Regions from separate parts of the Mus musculus genome. Here region 1 is linked to region 2. Evidence: chromatin contacts called from public Hi-C data. All regions are on one chromosome and are shown on one strand. The core of a region is the stretch at or near the end of the contact, and the rest is flanking DNA. Distances in the headings are between cores, read along the strand shown.

Region 1 (5,641 bases), core at 1,882-4,381, 210 kb after region 2:
GCTCCTTCCAACTGAAGGCCCAGGTATAAAGAAGTCCAAGGGGGAAAAAAAAAGAGTGGCAGGAGCTGGGAAAATGGCTTAGTAAGTAAAGCATTTGCCAGAAAAGCCTGAGAGCCTGTGTTCAGCTCCTGAGAACCCATGTGGAGCCACAGACAGTGGCATACATCTGTAATTCCAGTGCTCCTGGGGCAGAATGGGAAGAGAAGACTGACGCTCACTAGAGAGCTAGCTTGGCTGACACAGTGGCATATAAGAGACCCTGTTTCAAACAAGGTGCACTGACAGTCAAGGTTGTCCTCTGACCTTCACATGGGGATTGTGGTATGAACATGCCCACACACACACACACACACACACACACACACACACACACACACACTCAGATTTCTTAAAACACAGCATCAACTCATCAGTTTCAATTCTTCCTGCGTATCTGTCCCTGCTCCCTTGCTGCCATCAGGCTCAGCATGCCAACGTGGCACTCTCCAGGAATCTCCCAGACCTTCAGTGACAGAACAGGTGTGGAGGCATTTGACTTTGCCAACTAAGCACAAATCAAGGTCTCTGCCTCTCCAGCAAAGGGGTGATTACCTTTGAACTACCCAGCCTTTTTGTGTAAGCTATCCCATTATAGTGTATGTACTTGGATTGGTTCTGTTCTTATGGAGATTCCTGTTCAGTAAAGAGGCCACCCGTAGGGCCAGCAGCACGACCTACAGCTGACCTGGCTACCGTATTAGCCAAACATAAGACTTCCACCAAGAAAGACCAACTCAGATGTAAGACTTTGATTCCATTCCTTGAGGAAACCACCTGAACTCCAACTGACCACACTAGACCCCTTCTGTTCTGGAATCAGAGGTTCATTCTCAGAGGAAAAGATTTGTATTTGAGGTTTATATTTGCCTTTTCCATACCAAGGTTCTGGAGCCAACACCACTATCCAAGGATATAGAAGGTTTGGGGCATGGCGTCTTGTGTTTGCATCAGACTAGGGACCAATGACCATGAGTTCCAATACTTTTTTATCTTGGGGAAATGTAAGCAAATGTCTACTCATCCCTACCAATGATGGACCAAAGAATCAATGCCATTAAAATCTAGCTTAAAGGACCAATAAGTTTAATTGGGATTATTTGTAGCAGCATGGATGAGGGCTTACAGGACCATGAACAATTTATGGGTGGCTAAGCCACTAAGCACCCCCAACACCCCCAAGTCTAGCTATTTATTTTGTTTGTTTGGTTTTGTTTGGTTGGTTTTGTTTTTTTAGAGACAGGGTTATTTAGCCCTGGTTGTCCTGAAACTTACTATGTAATCCAAACTGGCCTCAAAATCACAGAGATCTTCCTGCCTCATGAATGCTTAGATTAAAGGCATGTATCATTAGGCTCGGCTCAGTCCAGCAATTTTTAACCCTTATGTCCTTGGGGAGAGGACTTGTGAAAGGCAGCTTTAGTCCCTTCCTTCTCTTACAAGGGAAATGTCAGTGGATCCAATCTTTTTAGGGTCTCATTCAGGCAATTAGCTGATCTAACTTATTTAATTTCTTCATTTTTTCCTTTTTGTATGTATGTATGTATGTATGTATGTATGTATGTATGTATGTATGCATGCAGGTATGCATTTGTCTCACTATGTAGCCCTGACTGGCCATCAATTCGATGTGTAGACCGATCTGACCTTGTACTCACAGGTTCCACTTGCCTCTGTCTATTGAGTGCTGGGATTAAAGGGATGCACCACCACATGGGGCATTTGCTCTGTTCTATCAACATAAGGCAGTTATAGGTCACTGTTCCAAAAGAAGACAATTGATAGTGTTGGGAAAGAAGGGTTTCTTTGGCACAACTGAAGCAGAGACTACACTGTGGAGGACAGGGGTGCTAACTTCCAGGTTACAGAATATGTATTGATCTCACAGCGTAGGTGGTTCAGGCACACCCGTGTGCCTTAATATGGATTATTGGCATGGGAAGTAATAGGTTGGGGTAATATGGATTATTGGTATGGGTGAAAACAAATTAACTCATTTTTTCCCTAGAAGTATAATCAAATCACTTCTCCTGAAGATTTATCATTTTGTGTTGAAGTATATACATATAATATCCATAGCTGTGCAAGTTTATTTTAGATTTTATCCATCCACTAGATTGATAGTGAAATAAGATTTTCCCCATTTTTTTCTATTATTTACTAATTTCGTGGTTTTGAAAAATTGCTAGTTCCGGCCGAGCGGCCACTGGGTTCTGGAACCTGGCGGCTGTCTTGTGGGCAGGCACTGGTAGCGTCGGGTGTCCCGGGTGTCCCGGGTGTCCCGCAGGATCCCTGGCTGGTCCAGGGCAGGCACCACACTCACGGCTCCAAGCAACTGGGCACCCCCACAACAAGTTTGCTGAACAAGTAGTGGACAATCTGCCAGCTGATGTGTCCACTGGCATTTAATACTACGGAGCAGAGATGTCCATAAAATGGTGGTACGCACAGGATGGAATCTATACTACAAGAACGTGAAAAAGTCCATGGAAACCCACATCATGCATACCTTCAAAGAGGACTTCTATAGGGAAACTCCCAATGTGGCCACTGTTGGCTACCTCAGACCTGAAAGAACTTTGATTCTTTAGAGTCACTTATGTCTGCGATTCAAGGTGATACCAAAGAAGCTAAAAACAAACAAACAAACAAACAAACCAAAAACAACAACTGGATTTACCTGAACATTTGAAACTCAAAGATGACAATTTCTTCCAAGTCTCTAAAGGCAAAATTATGAATGACCGCTGATGAAAAGTCCCTTATCTGTCCACCACTAGTGTCGCAGTGCTTCTGATACAGTCTTATCTTGATCATATTTTAAATCAAGAGCTTCCCTGTAGCTGTCACGAGGCCTCCAGCAGTTAGCTCCATCATGTTGCCTACTACTAAGAGATTCATTAAACAAATCAAGACTTTAAACGTAATATGTCAATTAAAATGTAGCACTAGAAAGCTAGCGTCTTGTAATGAAAATAAAGTCTGTGAGTGTGGGTGGAAAAGCAAGTTATTAAGGAAAATGAGGACTGGCTGTAGTTCTTGTGACCTTGTGTGCTGGCGCTGGTGAGCCCAGCAAGCATGCATGGCTGAACAGAAGCTTTCCAGGAAATGCCCCCCCCCCCCGCTCCCTGCCCACCCCACCCCCCCAGCTTACCCAAGGAGGAAAATCTGGAGTTAGTTTTATTATTTTGTGCATTAGTATATTTTTACAATCCTGTAAACTTTCGTGAGCCTTGAGTCACTCATTCCCCATGAGGTCACTTCCTGGTGTGTCCCAATGCTCTGCTGTGGAGTTACTTCAGGTTGAAGTGGCCTTGATCACCCCACATCCGGGTTTTTGCTTTTCTGCACAGTACTGAGGATCCAACCCAGTGCCTCACACGCTAGGCAAGTGTGACCACTAAGCTAGGCTCCCGGTCCCCTTTACTTTTTGAAGCCATGTCTACATGTTGCCTTTTTGAAGGTTAGATACTTTTGCTCTTTAACATTTTTTGTGACTTTGGTTTATTCCCATTTGGCATATCTGACAACCATGTGACTCAAATTGCTTGTGTATGTGCCATTCTGCTCAAAACTAAATGTTGGTCAGGTGCAAGTATACATTGTATCTTTTTTTTTCTCTCTCTGTGTACTCCTGGCTATCCTGGAGCTCACTCTGTAGAACAGGCTGGCCTCCAACTCAGAAATCTGCCTGCCTCTGCCTCCCAAGTGCTGGGATTAAAGGTGTGTACCACCACTGCCCAGTGCATTGTATATTTTAAGAAAAATAAAACAAGCTGCATTTATAGACTTGCTTGGAATTGAAACAAACACAGCCAGTTACTACCCAACCCTGCCCTGCCTTTTTTTTTTTTTTTTTTTTTTTAAGTGTGGTCCTATGTTTTCAAAGTAAATATAGTTTTCTATGACCAGGTACTTAAATATAATTTAATACTCTACTAAAGTCTTTGTAGTTTCAGAAACAGAGTAAGTTTTAGTTTCATATCTTTATATCTCCTAGTTTCCCTCTTATCTAACTTGGTGGCTTGAATTGTTTATGTTGGCAGAAGGTAGACATTGGATCACCAATCGCTTTGGGCTCATCAGTGCATTGAATCATCATTTGTTGAATGGCAACGGGTTTGCTGGGGCAGAGGCACTGCCTAGTGGGCGTGTGCACATTAAAATAGAAAGGTAATTTTAACAACACACAGACTTGGTCTCTGCATGTGTGTGCAAGTGGGTATGTGGGAAGGGATAGGACTCACTCAATCCTGTGAATGTGTTCCATGGCTGAGCAACATCCCTAGCCTTCAAAACACAATTTTTCATGTTGGAAACTCCATATTTAAAGGAAGTCTTAATTATCAATGGATTTATGAAGAAAAATTTAAAAAACAAACATGGACAATACAAAATAGATCTTTGGGTTTTTTGTTAGTAAGACTAGCTTGTTAATTATGTCCTCACTAAGTATATCAATGTTCATGGCTAATGTCATCTCACATTTTGTTTAACAGTTGTTACTTTGGAATTATATGGTGTGTGGTTTAGCGCTTAGTTAATTCTCTAGACTTCAAATACTATTCCTGATGTATTATAAGTATTACATAAGGATTGATGTATTGATGTATGATTAGTCTGAGTGTTTGCAGGCCTTGGAGTAAAACTTGGCTATGTTATTTTTTTCCCTCAAAAAAAAAAAAAAAAAGAAAAAGAAAAGGAAAAATTGCAGTGGTAGCACAAAAATAGATTTGCTCTGAGCTATTTAAGAGTTCATTACCAGCAAATGCCCTGTCACCCATGCAGATAAATTAGTGTATTTCCTAGAAACAACATTCCCACACATCAATAAAATATCAAAACTAGGTCATTGACAATAACACTTTACTTCAATCCAACTCACAGACCCCATTCAACTTTGACAATTGTCACAAGGACATCCTCCGGAAAAGAACTCAGGCCAGGATCACTGGCTGCATTTGGTTTTCATCCCTCTTTAGTCTCCTTTGGTCTGGAACACTTTTTCATTCTCTCCTTGACCTTCGTGACCACTTTTGAAGACAGCAGGCCAGCTATTTCATATATCATCCCTTGATCTGCCTTTGTCTGATGTAGCAGAAACATCACAGGAGTGATTCCCTTCGTCCTGTGTACCCTCCTGATAGTGCATAGTGTCAGTGTCTGTGTTACTCAGGCTGCCTTTTGGCTCACCGAAGATGCTATCAGCCAGGTTTCTTACAAGTGAGATTCAAATATGTGGGTGCTAAGTGGACTCCAAGCTCCAGGATACCTCTGTTCCTGGTCCTTTTAATACCTATCCAGGAGATACACATCATGCAATAACATACACACACATATGTTTTATCTCCTATGTCTTAGTGTGACTATTGCTGGATGAAACACCATGATCAAAAGCAACTTGGGGAGGAAAGGGTTTATTTGACTTACACTTCCACATCACTCACTGTTCATCACTGAAGGAAATGAGGGACTGAACTCAAACAGGGCAGGAACCTGGAGGCAGGAACTAGTGCAGAGGCCACAGAGAAGTGCTGCTTACTGGCTTGCTCCTCACCCATCACTAATTTAAGAAACAAATGAGCTGAATGGTAGTGGCCCATGC
Region 2 (5,110 bases), core at 693-3,192:
GGGAGGTGGAGACAAGGGAGGGACTCTTTGAAGCTCATGGGCCACTAGCCTGGCTTGTGTGATACAGAGGAAATAAAGAGATCCTGTCTCAAACAAGGTGGAAGGCCAGGCCTGCTGCTCAGGGCTGTCCTTTGATCTCTACATAAGCACTGTGTGCACACAAAACAACCAAGGCCTCAGCCTTGGAGGTGCAAGAAGAAGCACTGTAGGAGGAGTGAGCGAAACAAGGGACAACGTGACAACTTCCTCTCTCTCTTCTCCCCCGCCCCTTCTTACTCTCGGTCTTTTTTTTTCTCTCTTTAAAAAATAATTATTTAATTTATTTTATGCATATAAGTATTTTGCTTGTATGTTTGTATACCATGTGTGTGCCTGGTACCTGTGGAAGCCAGAAGGGGGCACCAGACCTCCTGGAACTGGAGTTAACAGACAGTTGTGAGCTGCCATGTGGGTGCTTGAACCCATGTCTTCTGGAATAGCACCCTCTGCTCTTTCCCACTGAGCCATCTTTCCAGCTCCTTATTCTCATTCTTAGTTTTGTTCTTCTTCTTCTTTCTCCTTGGCTTTCTAACCCTTCTCCTCATTGACTTTGTCCCCCTTGGTTCTTGTGATAGCAATATGTCCAAGTTTCTCCTGGTTATTTGTGTTGGGGTTTAGAGTGGGAAGGGTTAGGAACAGGACTTGGGGGAGAGGAAGGTGCATCTTAAGACTTCCCAGTCAGCCAATCAGAAGGACTCCAAGAGCTGCGGTCCCCCAAGTTCCTGGGGCTGATGACGATTTGTGTCTTTCTAAGTTATATAGTTAGCTGGTTCTACTGTCTTAGAGTGAGAGTTTCATTATCTAGCCCAGGCTAGCCTGGAACTTGCTATATAACTCAGTCCAGTTCCTAGCTCACAATCCTCCTGACTCAGTCTCTAAATGGTTAAGATTTCAGGTGTGTGTCATCACACCTGGCTGTTTCAAGTTAGTCTGCAAAAACCAGATTGAAAAAAAAAAAATGGTGCAGGAAGGGGGGGGCACATGTTCTAGCCGCTCTTAGTAATCTCTCCAGAATTTTTGGTTTGGAAAGACTTGAGATTCACCTTGAAGTTGCATTTTTACACAAACCACTTTCCATTAGATTGCCTGGGGCTGAGGGATTGTGGGTAGAGGCCAAGCACTATGGGGAACTCAGTTTTCTCAATGACCACCAAGGGGCAGCACAGACCACACTCTCGGTGCTTCATCCTGAACAAAGAAGATAGATGCAGAGCCTGCCTGGCCTTAGAACTCAGGACCAGGCAGGAGGAGAGAGTAAAACCGGCAATTTAGTGGTGCCCATCTTTAATCCTAGCACTTGGGTGGCAGAGGCAGGCAGATCTTTATGAGTTCAAAGCCGGCCTGATGTGTATAGTTAGTTCCAGGTCAGCCAGAACCCAGAGCTACACAGTGAGTGAGACCTTAAAGGAAAACTAGCAGCTAAGAAACAGGAAGACTCCCCCCCGCCCCCCCCCCCCCCGCAGATCACAATCCTGATTCTATTTATTATAGACAGTGTCTCACTGTATAGTCCATGGCTGGTCTAAAACTCACGGATGGATGGTAATCACCACCATGCCCAGATGGTTCTTGGTTTTACTTGCAGTTGTGGGTGTTTGTTTGTTTGTTTGAGACAAGGTCTTGCTGTGTATAGCTCGGGCTATCCTGGAGCTCTCAATGAGTCTTGCCTACTTTATGCCCACTCTACTTCAGCCTTACCTTTTGAAATGTTATTTTTCATGTGTATGGGAGGTTAGCCTGCACGTACGACTGTCTGTTTGCTACATAACTACCATGTGTATACCTGATGCCCAAGGAGGGCAGCTCAAAGAGGGCGTTGGATCCTCTGGAACTGGAGTTTCAGATGCTTGTGACCTGCCCTGTGGGTGCTGGATGGAACCTGAGTGGTCTGGAAGAGCTCTTATCTCTGAGCTATCTTTGCAGCCCTTGCTTTGGCTTCCTGCAGGTGTAGATTACAAGTGTGTGCCACCGTGACCAGCCGGCTTGGTTTTTATTTCAAGTGTACACAAGGAGGGAGGGGAGGACAATTTCCTTTGAACATTGGGTCCCGCCAATGGGAAAAATGTTGACTTTGAAGACTACAGTTGCAGCTTGACACTTAGAGCCAGGTGCCCCCACCTTTTTTTTTCCTGGGGGCAGGGAGAACTGAGAGAGAACTGCCTAGCTCAGTGGGAGATTGTTTGCCTAGTGTGGGAGAGGCTCTGGATTCAACTCTTAGAACTGAAAAAGAAATCTATATCCTATATTCAGGAGCCAGAGGCAGGCTGATCTCTGTGAATTTGAGGCCAGGGTTCCAGGACATTCAGGGCTACATAACAGAGAGACCCTGTCTTAAAACAAACAATAAAAACATCCTATATTCCATAGACATCTTTAGCCTTTCCAGAAAAGAAATACACCCTTTCCCCCATCTTCTCTGTATACATTAGCATATAATTGTTTTTAAACAGATAATAGCAGCCTGGTCTACAGGGTGAGTTCCAGGACAGCCAGGGCTATACAGAGAAACCCTGTCTCGGAAACAAAACAAAACAAACCACAAAAAAACCCAAAACAAACAAACAAAAATAATAGGGCTGTAGCTCAGTTGGCAGAGTACTTACGTAGCAAAGTCCTAGGTTCAGTTGCCAGCACTGCACACACTGGCTGCACTGGTGCACACAGCACTGCACACACTGGCTGCACTGGTGCACACAGGCACCTGTAGCAATCAACGATACAGGTAGGAAGATGGGAAAGGCAAAGTCATACTAGGCTATTGTGATGTTTGAATAAAAATGGCCTCCATAGGCTGTTATGCTTGAATATTTAATCCCCACTTGGTGGAACTGTTTGGGTGGTGGACCCTATGGGAGGAGGTGTGTCCCTGGGAGTGTGCTTTGATGTTTCAAAAGACTCCCACCATTTCCAGTTGGCTCTCTGCCTGCATCTCACAGATCAAGATTGGAGCTGTCAGCTGCTATGGTGTCATGCCTGCTGCCGGCTCCTGCCACGGTGGTGACAGAACAGGAAACTCTAAATAAAACCTTGCTACTGTAACTTGCCTCGGTTGTAGGATCTTGTCACAGCAATAGTAAAGAAACCAAGACTGGATATATTGTGGTTCCAGGTCTCTCTTTTGAGACCTTTGTGAAAACAAAAACAAAACAAATAAATAAAACAAAACAATAACAACAAAAAATAGAAATAAGGCTGGGCGTGGTGGCACATGCCTTTAATCCCAGCACTCAGGAGGCAGAAGTAGGCAGATTTCTGAGTTTGAGGCCAGCCTGGTCTACAGAGTGAGTTCCAGGATAGCCAGGGCTATACAGAGAAACCCTGTCTCGAAAAACAAACAAACAAACAAAAAGAAATAAAATTAAAATATAAATGGAAAGCCAAACAAAGGGATACCTGACTCTGAGGCCCACACACAAACCAACCAACTCTACCTCAGCAGGTCTTTGAGATGGCTCAGTAGATGAAGGTGCTTGTAGCCAAGCCTGAGGGGAGAGTTCTATTCCTCATGGAACCCACATGGTAGAAGGAGAGAGAGAACAGACTTCTGCAAGTTGTCATCTGACTTCCACAGATGCACCACTGCACACATACACACAAATACAATAAGTGTGAAAAGCAGGAAAATAAAACCTCTGGGGCAGCCAAGGCAAGAGCATCACAAGTTCCATGCTAGTCTGGGATATTCAGTGAAACCTTACATAAAAATTCAAAATCAGGGCTGGTGAGATGGCTCAGCAGGTAAGAGCACCTGACTGCTCTTCCGAAGGTCCGGAGTTCAAATCCCAGCAACCACGTGGTGGCTCACAACCATCTGTAACAAGATCTGACGCCCTCTTCTGGAGTGTCTGAGGACAGCTACAGTGTACTTGCATATAATAAATAAATAAATCTTAAAAAAAAAAGAAACCACATATGTGACATATGTATGTGTGTGATATATTAAAAAAAAATTCAAAATCAGCTCAGCAGTGCTGGGGCACACCTTGAATTCTAGCACTCAAGAGGCAGAGGCAGGCTGACCTCTGAGTTCCAAGCTAGCCTGGTCTACAGAGCCAGTTCCAGGACAGCCACGGTTACACAGAGAAATCTTGTCTCAAAAAACAAACAAACAAACAAACAAATAAACAAACAAAACCCAAACCTTAAAAAAAACAACCACAGAAAAATCATAAATGGATTAGGCAGGGTGGTGAACATCTGTAACCAAGTGCCTGCAAGCCTTGGGGTCTGAGGCAGGAGGATTGAGAGTTCCAGGTTAGCCTGGGGTACATGGTAAGATTCTGGTCTCAAGAAACGAACAGGCTGGAGAGATAGCTTGGCTGGTTTATTGAACACACATCCCAAGACTGATTGATCAGGGATGCAGTCTAGACTCCAGAGCTAAACTGCAACCCTGAGCCAAAATGCCATAGAGCTTTTTAAAATTTTTATTTATTTATTTATTTATTTATTATATGTGTGTACACTGTAGCTGTCTTCAGACACTCCAGAAGAGGGCATCAGATTTTTGTTATGGATGGTTGTGAGCCACCATGTGGTTGCTGGGATTTGAACTCAGGACCTTTGGAAGAGCAGTCAGTGCTCTTAACCGCTGAGCCATCTCACCGGCCCCCGCCATAGAGCTTTTAAGCCTGAAATCTATAAAAATCTGTGGCAAGCTATTCCACCAATCAGGATTTAGGGATAGGGGACTTCCAACTGGTTGGGGTATTCAGCTGTGGCAGGGGACTTGCCTTACTTAACAGTTATGTCTTAAATTGCCAACCAGATGTTAGTTGCCCACGTACATGATTCTTTCAGCCAAGTAGGATGACAGTTCCCAGGGAGGTCTGGGGAACTTAAAACTTTATTCAACCCCTACTCAAAATGGAAGTCTTATTCCTAATGGCTTCTTATATTGGTGTAGGCGTCTCTCTTATGTTGGGGCCTATCCCAGGGGCAGCTGATAGGTACAGGCAGTGCTTCCAGGCAGTTGGATCAGGTCCAAGCTTGTTTGAGTAACTATACAAAGCAGTTCTATCTGACCTCTATTGTGATTGGTTTCTAAGAACACCAAAGCATAGAACTTAAC

Evidence for each region. Hi-C and Micro-C count contacts between places; a contact is called where the count stands out from the background.
Region 1: a Hi-C map of the G1E-ER4 cell line shows a contact between it and region 2, with 2.0 times the contacts expected there. The contact joins two enhancer-like sites. A contact is called at or near these places in 14 of 484 Hi-C or Micro-C datasets (the Ba/F3 cell line, the G1E-ER4 cell line, the N1E-115 cell line and 6 more), 1 of 115 datasets of contacts at active chromatin or transcription factors (embryonic stem cells) and 4 of 9 other capture datasets (adipose tissue, embryonic stem cells, liver and 1 more).

What each region holds. Positions count from the first base shown.
Region 1 is chr9:57,870,995-57,876,635 of GRCm38.p6, forward strand. No RefSeq gene overlaps it. Among named protein-coding and RNA genes, the nearest start is that of Arid3b, 37 kb to the left of the region's middle. Within about 2 kb of position 3,132, at least 24 of the 459 cell types and tissues checked have an H3K27ac peak or open chromatin away from gene starts, as enhancers often do. A contact at or near this core is called in the G1E-ER4 cell line, where this site is marked.
Region 2 is chr9:57,658,764-57,663,873 of GRCm38.p6, forward strand. No RefSeq gene overlaps it. Among named protein-coding and RNA genes, the nearest start is that of Csk, 16 kb to the left of the region's middle. Within about 2 kb of position 1,943, at least 17 of the 459 cell types and tissues checked have an H3K27ac peak or open chromatin away from gene starts, as enhancers often do. A contact at or near this core is called in the G1E-ER4 cell line, where this site is marked.